Regions from separate parts of the Drosophila melanogaster genome. Here region 2 is linked to region 1. A link is a contact called in public HiChIP or PLAC-seq data. All regions are on one chromosome and are shown on one strand. The core of a region is the stretch at or near the end of the contact, and the rest is flanking DNA. Distances in the headings are between cores, read along the strand shown.

Region 1 (5,791 bases), core at 1,885-4,384:
GATGGCGTGCACCGTCCTTACATACAAGCATGGAGATATATACGCGCGCACACCCAAGCCCCCTTAAGTGTACACAGATACATACATATATATTATATATAAATTGGGTGTGCGGGCGCGAATGCACATAAAAACGATGCGATATACGGTGTGTAATTTCATATATGTATATATATATATAAATATATATTTATATCTAAATATCTATATATATATATATATATATATATATATATATATATATATATATATATATATATATATGCACAGGCAATAATCAAAAACGATTTCGGAACACCTCGATCTCGAAACTCCCTATGGAACTGCAACTCTGGCCGAGGATCTGGCTTGAAAGCTTGAGTGGCCAGGACGCAGAGCAGGGCGTACATCACCACCCGCCCCATCGAACTCCTCGCTGGCTTGGCTTGGCGTCGACATAGAAAGCGAAAGCAAGCTAAGTAGGTATAGGCTATATACTACTATCCGATGTATAATATGTATAGGTGTTATTTATATCTAGGCTGAAACGCAAAACAAAAACGAAACACTAAGTGGGGCGGCTGGGGAGTGCGAGTGGTGGCGAACGAGCGAGCGAGCGAGCGATCGAATGACTGAGTACAGGAATCGTAAGACTATATGTGTATCAAAAGTACGTTACAAAAGTTGCTTATGTCTGCGTCAGCGACATCAGCGCTATCATTATCGTTTCTTGTGGCTGGACAGTGGCTGGAGCTGATCCTCGTTATCCGATCCACGTTAGTCAACCGATCGAGTGCGGCATGGATATGCAGATCCTTGCGTCCACGTTGTGTGGGCGTTAACTAACGTGGCCCATGCCCGACCACCATCCATCGTTCGGAGTTTTGTAAAGTTGCTTCCAAATGTTCGTATTACAATATCTGTTGCTTGTTGTTAAACTTTAGGTAGGTTGTTTCTGTTGCTTGTTCCATTTTGCGTATCCTCGTAATAAGTAAGTTTCCTACGTGCGAATGACCCCGGCTCTATTGCTTTGTTTTTTGCTTCGTCCGTGCGGAGCGGTTTCAGAAACCGGTCCCCACTGCTTTCGGTTCGATTCGATTCGTTTCGTTCCATTCCAATTCAATCTAGTCCAGTTTAATCCAATCCAATCCGTACTTCGCCGCCTTCCCCACGCACAGCTGAGCACAAACCGGGCCAAACCACGCCCCGTTCGCCTAGAACGCCGCTTTTTACGCGCAGCACTTGCTGTAGCCCGGCGCCTTCTCCTGGTTCCGGCGATCGATAATCACGCGCTCCTGATTCTCCGCCGACTCGCGTCCTGATGTCTTGTCCAGAATGGCCTCGGCCAGCTCGCAGAAGGCCCGCTCGATGTTTATGTTCGACTTGGCGGATGTTTCCATAAACCGAATGCCATGTTCACGGGCAATCTAAAAAACGTGGGCAGAGATGGGGAAGGGGAGCAAGTTATTGGCTTTGTAAACAAATTGATCAAACAGACGTGGGGCGTGTGCGATCATTGAGTAACAATCATAATAAATAACCAGAATAGTTCTAACATAAATTGTATGCCTCCGGAAATTTTCCCTTGCATTCATTACCACGGACATACTATAGCACCTAAATAGTTTCGTCTTGATTGTCAGAGAACGAATATATTCGCTGTGTTCAATTTGCAAACTTATCTTAAAAAATCAAAACAATAGGAAACTATTAAGGGGCATGGAATTCGCTTGTAAAAAACAGTTGGCTTTGAAAGCTAAACACACTAATATATGATCGATTTCCGAACTCAACTCCTATGGCAGAAGAGCTTAACGATCTAACTACGACTATATTTCCTAATCTCTGACAGTGATTGCTGTTGTGGGGGCACTCTGTGGATGAGGGATGCTCACCGCTTCGCCGCGCTCCTTGTTGACCACCCTCTTGTCCGTCATATCGCACTTGTTGCCGAGGATCATCTTCTCCACATCCTCGTTGGCGTGCTAAAACAAAAAAAAAAGAAGAAGATTTCAGACTTTAGAAAAGGCCATTACTCGCAGGGGAAACACCTACCTCGTCTATATTCCGTAACCATTTGACTATGTTCTCGAAACTCTTCTCGTTCGTTATGTCATAGACCAGCATTATGCCCATGGCGCCTCGATAGTACGAGGTGGTTATCGTGTGGAACCGCTCCTGGCCGGCGGTGTCCCATATTTGCAGCTTGATCTTCTTGCCGCGCAGCTCGACTGTTTTGATTTTGAAATCGATGCCTGAGAAAAACGGTTGAACGAGAAAGCAAATGTAGTGCGGAAAAACCAACGCAATTTGAGCCGAATGACGTCACGGCGGTGTTATCGATTACATTGGAATTGAATAAAATAAAGCAGTTCGACATTGATATCACGATGATTCATTACATTAGACGTATATGAAGCATTCATTCCAACCAAATGATCACACGTCTGTGTTACGTGTTGCGAACATGCAGTAGTTTAGTACGAAAAGTTCAAGTTCAGGGAGTTACATAGCCACATAGATGGCATATTTTGCTCACTTCTCCTCCGCTTTCCACTCCGCAGGCGATCGAAACAAGCAGTGCATAGGCCAGTCGATAAGGCAGTGCCACGCCCAGTCACACACCCACACACACGTATATATATCCTGGCTGTGCAGCTGACATGTGCGCGTGTGTGTGTGTGTGCGGTGCGGGTGGACAGATGCAAGTATGTGCGTACGGTCCCGTTACTCACCTATGGTCGATATGAACGTGGACGTGAATGCATCATCCGAGAACCGGAACAATATGCACGTCTTGCCCACTCCTGAATCACCGATCAGCAACAGTTTAAAGAGCAAATCGTAGGTTTTCTTTGCCATTTCCAAAACGCAACGGAACGCTCGCAGAACAAAGCACAAACACACGCGACACTCACACGCACGCAAACACACACACACACAAACGCACGGGCGCAGGTGACAAGAGATATTATTATTATTGAAGCGCCTGCCCTTTTTCGCTCTTTCTCTCGGTTATGGCCGCCTAAGCAATGATCCTGTATCTCGAGCTAGCTCTTTTTTCTCCGCGTGTCTTAAATGCGCCGAATTAATTAATATTTTCGCTTGAAATTGTTGCTATTAGAACTAGAGCTGGAACATGAATCGATATCTGTTCGATACCATCCATGCTCTCACCAGTGTGGCAACTTCGATGGTTTAATACAACTATCGACTGCTATGGAGTCACAGTTTTGAAATCACAGCTTAAAATCTAAAGAAAGATTTGAGTTTACTCTTGATAATACCTTAAATGCTTAAGTATTTTTGCTAGAAAGCTCATAACATGACTTTTAATTATTACGCCATTTGGCAGACCTCTGCTATCGGTACGACAGCCAATCGATAGGTAAGCACGCATTCAATTATCGGTATCGTAAAATAATAACAATTTCGCAAAATCCCAAACCGATTCGCAAAAAGGTGGATTATTCACACAAATCAGAGCGAACAACGTTTGGATTACAGTGATCCCAATCCCAGCCAATCCACCGCAGGCAATGGACATCGACTGGCAAAACGGCCTCACCGAGCTGAAGGATCGGGGCCAGTACCTGCTCCACTCGGAGAAGTGGGCCGACTGCCGCTTTCTGGTGGGTTCTTCGCCCACCCAGCGGCTCATTGCCGGCCACAAGCTGCTACTGGCCATGGCTTCGCCGGTGTTCGAGCGAATGTTCTATGGCAACCTGCCCGATAAGACGGACCCCATCGTCATTCCGGACGTGCAGCCGGAGGCGTTCGAGGCGATGCTGGAGTACATCTACACGGACCGCATCACCATTGGGTCCTTCGACAAGGCCTGCGAGCTGTGCTACGTGGCCAAGAAGTACATGCTGCCCCACGTGGTCACGCGCTGCACCCATTTCCTTTGGGCTGATCTTAGTCCGAAAAACGCGTGCCGGGCGTACGAGTTTGCCAAGCTGTTCGATGAGCCGCGCCTCATGCAAAGCAGCATGGATCTGATCGCGGCCAACACGCGCGAGGTTCTGTCCGATCCCAGCTTCCTGGACATCGAGGTCTCCACCCTGATGGCCATTCTTGACCAGAATCGCCTGAACATCGACTCCGAGCTGGATTTGTTCAACTGCCTGCTGAAGTTTGCCAGTGAGCGGGGCATCCTGAACGAGTCCGGCCAGGAAGAGACTGCTAGCGGAGGTCAGGTGCTGACCAAGGAATCGCCCGACAATGCTGCCGGCCATGTGCTGGTCGAAGAGATCAAGATGGAGCCCGATGTGGCGGCCATGGTGCAGCACATGCACCAGGACGACGAGGCTGACAGCTTCGAAACGGACGCTGGGATGGCTTCCACTTCCTCTGCGGCTGCCGCGGCTGCAGCTGCGCCCACGGCTGCCTCCCCGCCGCTGGACGTGGCTTCCGGCTCCGACGACCTGGTAATCATCGATAGCGACGCTTCGGCCGATGCCGCCGCCAACATGATTAACATCATGGACGCCCAGCGCACCATTCTCGATGGCGCCATGCTCAGGCAGGCGGTCAAAAAGATTCGCTTTCTCACCATGACGCCGCAGCAGTTCGCGGAGGGACCGGCCCGTTCCAAGCTGCTGCAGCAGCACGAGGCCCTCTCCATCCTGATTAAGATCTCCAGTCCCTCGCTCAACGATTGTCACATGCCCGAAGGCTTCTGCGTGTCGCGGAGCACGCGCAACTTCTACGAGTCGGGCCACCGACACGCCCAGAGAGAATTGTCCTCCTCGTATCGCACTGGAGCCGCTCCCTCGGGCGTCTGTTTCCCGGGACCGGGACCGGCAGTTCGCAGCGGAGGACCCTCCGGCGGCGGTATGATGATGGGCATTGCGCCCCGTTTCGGATCCGTGGGCACGGGATTCGGCTTCGCAGGCGAGGAATTGGTCATCCGCCCGCCGGAACCGGTGGGCGTCCCACCGGATGCCGCACCTGCGCCAGCACCACTGCGCTGCTTCGGCGAGGGCTACGAGAGCGGAGCGCCAGTCCCAGCGCCCGCCAATGATGATGATGGCGGCGATCGAGGCGCACCGGCGCCCGCTGGCGGCGCTGCAGCTGGAGGAGCTGGATCCGCAGCTGGAAATTCGCACAACGACATGGTGCGCGCGTACTGTATGCGCTCCCTTACCCGGCAATTTGACTTCCGCAACACCAGCGTCACGGATGCGGGCGTAACGTTCCAGGTGGACACCAACATTTGGATCCTGGGCGTCCAAGTGCCCACGCGCGTGCTGTGCGGCGAGCTGATGACTTCTGCCGGTTTTACGGAACGATACACCGAGGTGCTGTACGCCCACATCCAGGACATGCACGGCTCACGCATCACATACACGCACTGCACGGCACGCGTGCGTTACGATTCGCTGCTGGACATCACGTTCGATCGACCGGTGTACATATACCGAAACCAGATCTACAAGATCTACGTGGTGTTCAACAAGACCGGCTGGTATCCCATGTACTCCTGTGTGCCCGATGCCAACTGCAATCGCGTGAAGTTCATGTTCAACGTGGGCAACCCCACCGAATCGGTTCGCGACGGCCTTATCTACGCAATTATCTTCTCCACACCGCAGGACCATGGCCGTCACCTGGTCGACTGAATGCGGAGCAATATGAGTTCGTTAGTTTAGGTCTCCTTCCTTGTATTTCCGATGTGATAGTCTTTGGTTGGCGTCATTGGCCATGGAAATTATTTGATCTGTACGATTATATTTCCCCTTCTCCTAGTTCCAAAATGGGAACTAATTGTGCATAGTTTTTACATCACTTACCATGTGTGTGTGTATGG
Region 2 (5,791 bases), core at 1,600-4,099, 780 kb before region 1:
TGAACAAAACAATATGCAAGTTAAGACTAGTCAATTGGTATTTGGTTTTGTAACAAATGAAAAACAGAATTTTTATAAGTGCAATATCAATTGAAAGCATCTAAAAATATAATATAAATATAAACCGTTTAGTTAAAAATGTAAAGCAATAGAGGTTACAGAAATTGTTTGTGTTACATTAAAATTGCATTATTAGGAGGTTCCAGGTCCCCAGCGACCAACCGAAAGAAAGAGCAAATCCAACTCAAAATCAACGAAAACCATGCACGAAATGAAATGCGCAACATTTTGATTTGATTAATTTTCGTTGGACATTCACGTACTGTGAGAATAATTAGAAGAAATTGGACGACGACGAGACGCCAAGGATAAATATTTTTGTATATGTGGGCGGAGTGGGCATGGCTGGGCGGCATAAGGTCGACAAGCAGCAGAACTATCTTATCGCTTAGATATGGATTTCTTTCGTTTTTTAACTGGCTCTCGTCTCGTGTCTGCTGGCTGATCGTTTGGCTGCTGATCTCGATCTCGATTTACACACATATAGCCGGGCGCTGGAGTCTGTGGACTGGGCGTGGCAGGTCGGGCTCGCTGGTGCTACACATCGTGCAGCGAGAGTCGGAATATATCGTGCTGCACAAAGAAACTGCCGCCCACCGGCTTCAATACGAAGGTCTGAATATAGGCATGCGGCTGATCCTCGTCGGTCTGCATTGGTTTGTTTTGGCATTTGTGTTTCGTTTTGTAATAACCAGAATTGAGATATTCGATTCAGATTCAGGTGACTTATATGGAATAATAGATGCAGCGGCGGTCGGCAAATAGCACTGCCCTTACGACTTTACGGAAGAATGATGAATGATTTCATATCTTAAGTGATGGGCGATTGAAATTTGCTTCTACGTCTCTACATATATCCACTTTGAACAATAAGGTATCGTAAAATACATTGAGGCAGTTACTCTTTTTAAAATTCATTTCATTTATCTACCTACTATAACTGCATCAATAAGTCAATGGATATTATATTCAAAACAAGAGAGAATGCTATGGTCGACTTTTCCGACTGGAAGTGAGAACGCGAAATTTCATATTGAACAATATGAGTGGGCGTGGCAACATGGATCAACAAACTTGCGCTGCGTCGGTGTCTCTAGGATCGGTCTGCTTAATATCAACCTTCTAGCTTTTATAGTTCCTGAGATCTCGACGTTCATATGGAGAGGGCCAGATCGACTCGGCTATTGATCCTGATCAAGAATATATATACTACATTTTGTCGAAAACGATTGCTTCTACATGTTACATACTTTTTAACGAATATAGTATACTCTTTAACTGCACTAGTAACGGGTATAATGTATCTTAGAATGAAGAACACTTAATGGAATAAAGTGGCAGGCTTAATAAAGCCCATACATGATAACAAATAAATGGGAAACAGTGCAAAATAAATAATGTTCTTATGTGAAAGCCAAAACAAAACGTTCTATTTGTTACAAAAACGATTGTCAAGCATTTACGTGTTGAAAAGACCAAAAATAAAATTCAAAACTTGAAAAGAAAATCGATTGAATTGGTCGGCAGTGCTAATATTCTAACCGCCGCCGCAGGCAGTCATTGAATTTCCCCCCGACAGCGAGTTTAGGACAGTTTTCTTGTTGAGAATTCTGGTTTTACCTGTAGTCTTCCAAGGACGTTGATCAGAACTCCGCCATCGAAAGTTGGCTGCGAGTCCACTGTGGTTATCACTCTGGTAATCTTCTGAAAGCTCAGACTCTGCAGGAATAGGAAGGGTATGCAAAATATTATACATATGCCCATGACTGTATATAATCAGGACTTACCTGAACTTTTTCCAGAATCTTGGGTGCCCCCTGTATTTGGTGGCCTTCAAAGGTCATGAATGAGTCGGTAGCCTGGAAGTATAAAATATATAATGATATAAGTGTTATGATGATGTTTTACTTAGTAATGATATTTCGTATTATTAAGAACAAAATTGGTTATAAAACTGTTAATATTTAAATTAAAAACATATCAAACAGATAGTTTTATTTTCAATACTTTATCATTATAGACTTTTTTATTCTTTCATTTACTCTTTTATGTGACAAAAAAACTGAATTGATTGAAACTAATGAAACACAATTATGCCATATTTTTCAAGATATTAATACAATTTTTTCACGAATTTATATCGTATATTGGGCCCTATTGTGCTAACCGCAGTTGTATGTTGGCCATATATTTCGTATGTGTGTATTTATTTATGCGAGCATGGGCGTAATGTGTCACCCGAAACTTCGAGAATCGAACGCTGCCCCCGCCCCTATCAACATTCATCCTATTCCCACGATATCACGGATACGCCGACCGTATATCTCCAGCTGCTCTTTTTCGCGCTCTTTTTCGCATTGCAACAGTTTCTTTATTCATTTTCTGCTGAAAGGAGGCGGAATTTTTCAAGGGCGCGCCGCGCGTCACCTGTGCGTGTGATGGGGATGGCAAGCGAAAAATGTGCAGGCGAAAGCGGAGACGGGAATAAAGGAGAGATGAAAGGCGACGAGCAGAAGCGGGAAGCAACAACACTTACGCTATAGAAATTAACCACGTTCGCCCGATTCGCCGGGTCATCGAATATCGCATAGTACTGCTGCACAAATCCCTTGCCAATGTCCTCGTACTGCGGATTCAGCGACATTTCACTTGAAGGATAGGCGGAACGCTCAGAGATTATGGGAAATCCGATCCGATCGCGGCGACACGAATAATTAAAAAAAAAACCAAATGAAATCAACCGACTGCGCTCAGATCACCACTCTTTGTTAGGGGTGGAACAACGTCGATTTTGTCAGACACTATCGCTGACTGCTATTTCGCAACTATCGATTACGATACCCAGGGCTACAGCCCGATGTCCTAATAACGAAATCGGAATTGGAATTTGAAATATGATTCGATGATGATAGGGTCACATAAATGTAAGAACAAATTATTGCATTTCTGTCAGGCGTAATACTTGGTCATTTGGAAAACAATTATTTGTGTTTCATATATTATTTTTTTTCCTCGCTCGGGACGACTTTTCTTTGATTTGTTGTTTAATTGCAGGTCATACTTAAGCTAACGCAACTTACAATCCATTGTAAGGTATCTAAAGTTGATTTTTAGATCCGTTTATTCATAATGTGGAATCGCTTGTATTTTCACAATTTTCAGACGGGAGGGATAAACCAGATATTGAAAGGATGATGTTTTCTTCACATTCGGAAAAGCATATATCCACCCCAATTTATTACTAAAATTAAATATTCATTGCCATTTGAAATGATATTAATATAATATTAATAATAATTTTATTTTCGATATACAAGTTTATAGAATTTATTAAAGCTAGTAAGCTGGATTGGTAACGATATCGATAAGAGTGACCGATCTGGTCACACCGGCAGTGCGTATGCATCGCAGCAGGAAAATTTGCGTTTGGCGCGCACAATTCGTGGCAATGCTCACCACATTTACGGACATCGCGCGCCTGCGCAGGAGTTGCCTCCATCACAACACACACCTATGTTTGGTTCGCAGGATTAGGTTTTTTTTAAATTCGTTTATTTGACATATTACATTTAGCTAAGAACAAAAATAAAAAACAGAAAAACAGTTGGATGGCATATTCAGTATGTGTCGCACGTTTCAAGGCACCTTTGAGCAGCATTATTACCGTCTTGCTGGTCGAGTCGGCAACGCCAACTTCAGCTCCTTGGAGTGCAGGGCGTTGGACATCACCGTGCGATCTTTGGTTTGACACCGTCTTTGCCCTTACTCGGTTCTTCATAGCTAAAGAGGCCATTAGGGATGGTCTGTTGGCTAGCATCAGTTCTTGCGGTGCATTTGGCATGCGAATTCTCCTCCTCCGGCAGCCTCACGCGCAGCTTTAGTTGGAGATCCTTCAATCTGGCAAATGTGTTCTTCATTGCCAGATTAATGCTCCTCACCCCGTTGTATAATATATCTCCCATCTCCTCGATTTCTAGAAAAGGGGGCCTTGCTGGTTGGGCTCTGTTTGGGGGGGAGGTCACTTATAATGGCCCCTTGGGGGTGCCATCGTTTGGCTTATAGGGTGGGGTCCTTAGAACCTTGGACTGCAAGGTGTGCGGCCCTATACCATTCGCCAGGTGATGGTTACGGTGCTGGCCGATGAGGCTCAGACACAAACCATTCCGCCGGCCACCTTGGCTCAGACGCAAAATGGGTTTTTATTATGCTGCTGCCCGGCTGGTCAAGAGAGCAAGCGCAGCGTCATGGACTTAAGGGTTGGGTGTGAAGGGTGAAGTTCCGACGGGGGACTCATAAGCGGAGGGGTTGGCTATTGGTCTGCTCCGTGATTTTTACACTATTACTGTGTGTTAGAGACAGTCACTCCTGTCTCTATTTAGCTGCCGCGACACGGAAAATTTTCGGGTTTTCCAGGAGCGTTAACTCGATTCGCCCGGCTACTCGCGCGCGTCCCCAGTGCTCTGATTACACAGGATTAGGTTTTTTTTTTTTTAATTCGTCTATTGAACATTTAAGATTAAGATTAACAGATTAACAATGTAAAAGTAAGGAGGGCAAATCCAGGACCCCCCGCGGTATGGCCGTGAAGCATTGCTTCGCGAGGACGATCAGGATTTGCAATGCAAAACAAGATTTTTTCGCATGGTGCCAATTGATCAAAAATAATATAGATTTAAAGTCTAAGAACTTCTGAGGTGAAGGGCATATTTTGTCAAATTTACAATGCATGAACATACGTGTGCACACATACAGTTGTCTGCTATTCGCTGTAGCGCTCTCCGCTCTCTCGCTCTCTAACAAAAATTCGAGAGAGCCTGGAGCCACCTCTAGAGCCACGGCCAAAAAATCGTGTGCCAAAAAATCGTATGGCGTTACGCATCTTGTTATTCTAGTGTCTTTGCATAAACCAAATCATAGAATGCCTTAGGATATAAGTCATAAATTCAAGTATCCCATAAGAACCCCAATTCTGGTGACAATAAAAAATCCAGCCTGCCCTAATGTAAACATTAACATCCGCTGCCGAATTCGCTATTCCCACCAAAGGGTCAAAACCGCTAACGCAGCTGAAGTTCTCGGCTGATCAGTACCCATGCGCGATCCACTCAAGAGGGCACCCAATCCACCAGACATAAACATCCGCAGCCGCATTCACGACTCCCACCAAAGGGTCAAAACCGCTTACGAAGCTCAAATCCTTGGCTTATCCCAGCATCCATGCACGATCCACTCAATTCATAGAAATACATAAGAGGAGCCCTCTTTAGCTTAACACATAAAGAAGTAAATTTCAGTCAAGGGTTTGCTAAGCATTCGCTTTGCAACTTACAATTAAATTTAATTCTTTCACTCTACGAATAAGACCTGAATTGTCTCCGCTTCCACACTTTTAATTTTATTTGAATAAATTACAATTCCAATAAATTAATATCATATATATTTTTATATTGTTTTGAAATTCTTACTCGTTTGCCTCTGACTAGGATATTTTCCACATGAACCGCGGTTAACGACCAAAATGGGCAATTCAGGATGACAACTGTTTGTAATTTTTGGTATATTTATATTTATATTTATTTATATTGGGTGATGACTGTAAAATCCTCAGGGCATCCTAGGTTGGGTGGGTGCGCATGTATGTTCATTTGCAATTAATGCTTTTGATTACCTTTTTTTGTTCCTTTGATTATTTGAGATCTTAGGTGTGCAGAGTGGTGAGACGTCGATAGTT

Evidence for each region. HiChIP or PLAC-seq counts read pairs in DNA pulled down with a chosen protein or histone mark.
Region 2: an H3K27ac HiChIP or PLAC-seq map of the Kc167 cell line shows a contact between it and region 1, with 3 times the contacts expected there. The contact joins the promoter of Ntf-2 here to the promoter of Rab10 in region 1. A contact is called at or near these places in 5 of 107 Hi-C or Micro-C datasets (the D17-c3 cell line, cellular blastoderm embryo, eye imaginal disc and 2 more) and 1 of 6 datasets of contacts at active chromatin or transcription factors (the Kc167 cell line).

Annotation. Positions count from the first base shown.
Region 1 is chrX:20,248,681-20,254,471 of dm6, reverse strand. Rab10 reads right to left here and starts at 3,134. Exons shown (of 4, transcript NM_078695.4): 1 at 2,715-3,134; 2 at 2,035-2,234; 3 at 1,875-1,964; 4 at 1-1,406. The coding sequence starts at 2,841. The coding sequence ends at 1,209. It overlaps CG17068, which reads left to right and starts at 3,379. Exons shown (of 1, transcript NM_134535.3): 1 at 3,379-5,791. The coding sequence starts at 3,519. The coding sequence ends at 5,603.
Region 2 is chrX:21,032,527-21,038,317 of dm6, reverse strand. It overlaps Ntf-2 (Nuclear transport factor-2), which reads right to left and starts at 2,849. Exons shown (of 5, transcript NM_001272821.1): 1 at 2,597-2,849; 2 at 1,848-1,919; 3 at 1,681-1,779. The coding sequence starts at 2,704.